Linked DNA regions of Sus scrofa: region 1 is linked to region 2. Evidence: chromatin contacts called from public HiChIP or PLAC-seq data. All regions are on one chromosome and are shown on one strand. Each heading gives the region's core, a stretch centred on a gene start, on an enhancer-like site or on the middle of the called end of the contact. The rest is flanking DNA. Distances are from core to core; before and after follow the strand shown.

Region 1 (2,700 bases), core at 143-2,642, 170 kb before region 2:
CCACTAAAGCAGCAGAGGTCAGAGGAGGTGAGGTGAAGGGAAACGACACACCCACCAGCTCCAGAGTCAGCACCGAGGCCAGAAAGTGGCCGTGAGCAACATTTCCAAATGCCCTGCCCTCCTGCCTCCAGGCCAGCGCCCCCTGCCAGCCTCCCTTACACCTCCCTGTGTTTAAATGGCAGAGGTTACAGGAGGAAGCTCCCATCCCTCTACCCTGCTGCTTAGCCCCGATTGCAATAACCTTAGCCCCAGAGGAGGTGGGAAGAGGAGCGGGAGAAAAAGCATAACCAATAAAACAGCAATGAAGCCCAGGCAGGTGTTTCCTTTCGAGGACTGATTTGTTGGAAAAGGACCGACTCAACTATTATCCCTGTTTATTTGAACAGGCTGCAGAAGTGATTCTGACTTATTCTCCCTCTGGCTAAGGGCTGGGCTGGGAACTCACGTGTTGCTAGCCTGGTCACAGTTATGCTAAAGCCCCCAGCGTTTGTGCAATTCTGACTCTGAGAAGAGAGGCAGGCAATGGTCTGTACCTCTCCTTTCCTAGAGGATAAAAGGTCACCGTTCTCTATTTCAGAAACCTTGACTGTGTGCCTCTGGGGGTGAGGGTGGCCCCAGTGACCCCAAAAACGGCTTCCGCACTGCTGTGGAGCAGTTGTCAAAGCTGGGAAGCTACAAGGGAGCTCCACCCAAAGACAAGGGGGACGTTTATGCCTGGGAACAACAGGACCTGAAGGGGCCGAGTCCATGACAATGCAGACTCTGGAGCCTTTCCGCTTCCTATAAAAAACAGCAAGGGGTCTCTCGGCAGGGAAGAGAAAGAGAATTTACAGAGCAGTCTTGATGCATATCACACAGCCTGCATCTCTTTTCTTTAAAATTTCTTGGAAGAGAATGAGTCATCTAAACATCGCAGGAAACCAAAAAGAAGTCGAGGGAAAAAATTACTTTGGGCAAAGTTTTGCTCTTAAATGTCTGCATAGTAATCTTTGCCTGGAAAAAAAAAAAAAAAAGATGCCTAAATTTAGACCAGAGATGTGGCACAGTTAAACAATGCTGGTTCTCTGAGAGAGGAAGTGCCATGGGGTGCGCAGGCAGGAGCTTTTATTTTGAAACTCACCACAACCATTTGGCCAGTGAGTTTCTGGGGGGGCTGGGTGGGGGGCACTCTGCCTGCTGCCGGGGCGGGGCTGATCGGAAGGCAGTGAGATTGCAACAGCTCCTGCCAGCTGTGTGCTTATTTACCAAAGGGGCAGGGAACCCTCCTTTTCCAACAGATAACAGCAATGGACGACAGAACCGAAACACACAGCCTCCTTTCCCCAAGACCGTCACATTCCGGAACCTCCTCACTCCCAGAAAGGATAGAGCAGCAGAAATATAAGGAAACGTGAGGTTCCGTGGCCTGAGCAGGATGTCGGGACACGAGGCTGGTCACTCATCTTTGGAGCGAGACGTAGCCTGAGCTTGGATGGGTTTGTCTATTAGCTTTTCCCAAAGAACACCGCTAATGAAGACATTTTTAACTCTCATCAGAGATTACCTACTAAATGATACTCTAGGTACTTGGCTCAGCATGCGTGTGCTTTCCGAGTTAGGGAGAAGGGGCTGTTTAATGGCCATCTATACTACAGAGCTGTATTATTTGACAGGCACAGAATTACCCCTTATTTGTATTAGAAAAAAGGGGGGGGAGGCCTGTCTCTGCTGTGTGGTGAGAGCTCATTTCAGCCCTGTCCCAAGGCTGAGCCTGTCAGCAGGTAGAAACAGTAGGGTCATTTAGTTCTCTGCCGATTAGCCTGTGTCAGCAGTTTTCTAAAAAAGAATCCAATTTTCAAGGGCATATATCTCTCTCTGCCAGCGCCCCACCCCCTCCCTACCCCAAAGGCACTTCTGAGGGCAACTGTTAAGAAAGAAAACCTAGTTTCAAATCGGATTTACATTTACAGATTTCAGGGGAAAGAGAGGTGAACGCTATACAAGGCTCTGGCAGCAGCAGAAGTGTCACCAGATGTAGAGTGACAGTGTCAGAGGCATTGGATCACCACTTCAAAGAGGCCAAGTTTGAAGAGCTGGAGCTTTGCCTGAAGTGCTTTTGGTGGGCAGGACGAGGCTAAAAGGAGTGGCTGTCTGGCACCAGGGTCAGTGCTTGGTGACAATGGGCACTGTGTCTGGCCCCTCCCCAACCCAACTCAGCCCATCCAAACAGGTGGTGCAGGATGCGGCTGCAGGGGTACAGGGGGTGTGATCATGCGCGTCAAAACTCAGGAGGGACTTCTAGATTCCTCTGGGGCCAAGCTACTTCTATCTATGCAAGGGGACTCTTTCTATACCGCTTTCACTCAAAAATCCCCATGATGTGAGTTTCCTGGTGGCTTAGTGGGTTAAGGATCCAGCATTGTCACTGCTGTGGCTCTGGTTACTGCTGTGGCATAGGTTCAATCGATCCCTGGCCCAGGAACTTCTGCATGCTGCAGGTATGGCCAAAAAAACGAAAAAAAAGAAAAAAATAAAGGATAGCGTATGATGGCTCTAGCAGGCCTGTGCTCTAGTTATATACTCTGAGGAGCCCACGGGAGCATAAAATACAAATACACTGAATTGCAAGACTTTTATAGAAAGGCAGGCTGGGAGCTGCCTCAAGAGGGACATTTGAAGTGCTTTTACCTTCTGAAGATAAGGCAGAATAGGATTTAAAAA
Region 2 (2,700 bases), core at 56-2,555:
TTTGTACTTACAACCGTGCCCCTGGCTTAACAGGGGCAAAACTGTCATCTTCGGTGTCTTAAATCAGCAAGAGTCATGAACCATAAAACCTGGGGGAAAGATTTCCTAATTGAACCCTGAATTTCCTAGACGAGAAAACCAAGGTGTAGGCAGATCCGGGAGGTGTGTACCAGGAAGACCTTTAGAACACCGCATTTAGAACTCCTTTTTGCATCAAGACAGCAGGAAATGAGCACAATCAACCCAATGTGCGCAGCATTCCACAGCTTCAAAGGCATCTCAGATGAACTCTTTCATTGGCGCCTCACACCAGCATTGAGTCGGCCTGGGTTCACACTCTGTCTTCATCACTTACTAGCTGTGTGCCTTGGTGTAAATTATTGAACCTCCTTGTTGCCTTATCTGTGCGTTGGGGATAATTAATAGTAGCTACTGGGAGTTCCCATCGTGGCGCAGTGGTTAACGAATCCGACTAGGAACCATGAGGTTGCAGGTTCGATCCCTGGCCTTGCTCAGTGGGTTAACGATCCGGCGTTGCCGTGAGCTGTGGTGTAGGTTGCAGACGCGGCTCGGATCCAGCGTTGCTGTGGCTCTGGCGTAGGCCAGCGACTACAGCTCCGATTAGACCCCTAGCCTGGGAACCTCCATATGCCGCGGGAGCGGCCCAAGAAAAGGCAGAAAGACAAAAAAAAAAAAAATAATAATAATAATGATAATAATAGTAGCTACTTCATAGGGCTATTGGGAGTTTCAGTGAGGTAACCCTATACATAAAGCACATAAGGCAGAGTTTAGACATAAGAAGCACTCCCTAAATGCTAGCCATCTTCACCCCCATCATCCTCAACATCACTGAGAGCCAAGAAGCGCTGTCCCCATTGTACAGATGCAGAAACTAGGGATTTTGAGACCTGAGATGAGGCAGCCTCAAAATCACAGTAGCAAATGGCAACACCAAACAAGAACCCAGGCGTTCTGCCTCCAAATCCAGCAGTGTCGCCCCATTTGTCATGGCCCCAGAGAAACAGCGCTCCAAAATAGGCACCTTGATCAAGATGCTTCCGCAAAGAGCAGCTTCATCATCTGATAAGATCTGGCCCAATTACCCCCCACCCTCCAAATAAGTAAATCAATCGATAAATAAATAAGCGCAAGAAAAAAGCCTAGTGGGAAGAAGGAAGCAGATCTCCAAAGGGTTTCAATGTTTGGAGAAATTGCTGCCAACTCCTGAGAAACAGGATGTATTTCTTACAGCCCTTGGCATATCATGTCTCAGCCAGCTCATGCTCCTGGATCCCTTTGTTTTCTGGGCTTTGCGTCTCCGTGGAACCCATGGCTGGTGAGGTCACCTTCTCCAGGGACAGCACTCAGCTCCTGCCCATCATACTGGGATTCGGAATGTAGAATCTGGGTCCAGGCAGCAAAGGCAAGGTCCGAACTTTCACGATGCCTTTTGGGTCACCTGCCCACTAATTAGTGCATTTTTAGAAGAAAAAGTTAAAAGAAAAAAAAAAAAAAAAAAGCTCTGCCTTCTCCCTAACAGATGGCATCCTAAAATACCCACAGAAATGGAGGAGGCGCACTTCCCAGCTGCTTTTCCTTCCTCACCAATATATATTTCAAGTTCAGAACCATTCATTCACAATGTATAAATAAAGTCAAGGCTACTTAATACCAAGTGACTTGAAAAACCAGAGGGGAGAATTTTTCTGTTTGTCCCTTTAGACCTTCCTTCCCCTTTTACCACAGATCATGCAGCTGCTTCCAATGAGGCAATAGCTCCTTCCAAACCCAGGCTTCGAACAAGTATCACAGCACTTCCTCTTCCAAGTCAATTCTGTTTTAACTCCTGTCAAAACAGGAACCTTCCTCGACTTTATTTTTATTTATTTATTTTTAAGGTTTTCTTCTCTCTCTCCCTATTCTCTTTTCCGCTTCTAATTTTATTTTATTTATTTATTTGTCTTTTTAGGGCATATGGAGGTTCCCAGGCTAGGGGTCCAATCGGAGCTGGAGCTGCTGGCCTACACCACAGCCACAGCAACGCCAGATCCAAGCTACATCTTTGACCTACACCACAGCTCAAAGCAGCACCGGATCTCTAAAACACTGAGCAAGGCCAGGGATCGAACCCACGTCCTCATGGGGTTTGTTAACTGCTGAGCCACAAGGGGAACTCCTAAACTCTCTCAACTTTAGACTTGGTAAATCTGTTTTAAATGATGAAAATCCTGGACAAATGTAGAATGTTTTGCTTCAATTATAGCAGACCTCACTTTTGTTCTAAACTCTTTGAATTTCAGAGTTAATATTTTCCTTGGTTTACAAGGAAAGAGATGCATTGAAGAACTCATATATAACTCTAGGGCAACGATTCTAAAGAGGGCAGTTGGGGTGGTAAATAAGGAGAAATTCACCCCCAGTGGGGAGCCTCCACCGTTCTATATAGTTTGCACTTGTCCTTGTAGAAGGATAATATTTACAATGCTTGATCTACTTTGATTTTTCAAATATATAAGGAGAAGGCTTGTTACTGGAGTAGGCGGAGAAGTGTAGAAGCAAGGCGTCTTGGCACTGTCACATTCAATCTCAGCTCAGAAAAGGTTCACATTCGATTTGCAAGTGTTTTAGTGCTTACCATGTGCCTAGAAGCTGGAGGCCTTGAAAGGAATAAAAGACAATTCTGTCCTCAAAGTGCTC

The links. HiChIP or PLAC-seq counts read pairs in DNA pulled down with a chosen protein or histone mark.
Region 1: an H3K27ac HiChIP or PLAC-seq map of alveolar macrophages shows a contact between it and region 2. The contact joins two enhancer-like sites. A contact is called at or near these places in 3 of 47 Hi-C or Micro-C datasets (embryonic fibroblasts, fetal heart ventricle and fetal liver) and 2 of 2 datasets of contacts at active chromatin or transcription factors (alveolar macrophages and skeletal muscle).

The regions. Positions count from the first base shown.
Region 1 is chr9:67,022,258-67,024,957 of Sscrofa11.1, reverse strand. The region is part of intron 4 of SRGAP2 (SLIT-ROBO Rho GTPase-activating protein 2); the gene reads right to left. Among named protein-coding and RNA genes, the nearest start is that of IKBKE, 99 kb to the left of the region's middle. Within about 2 kb of position 1,392, at least 52 of the 83 cell types and tissues checked have an H3K27ac peak or open chromatin away from gene starts, as enhancers often do. A contact at or near this core is called in alveolar macrophages, where this site is marked.
Region 2 is chr9:66,851,261-66,853,960 of Sscrofa11.1, reverse strand. The region is part of intron 2 of SRGAP2 (SLIT-ROBO Rho GTPase-activating protein 2); the gene reads right to left. Among named protein-coding and RNA genes, the nearest start is that of FAM72A, 13 kb to the right of the region's middle. Within about 2 kb of position 1,305, at least 2 of the 83 cell types and tissues checked have an H3K27ac peak or open chromatin away from gene starts, as enhancers often do. A contact at or near this core is called in alveolar macrophages, where this site is marked.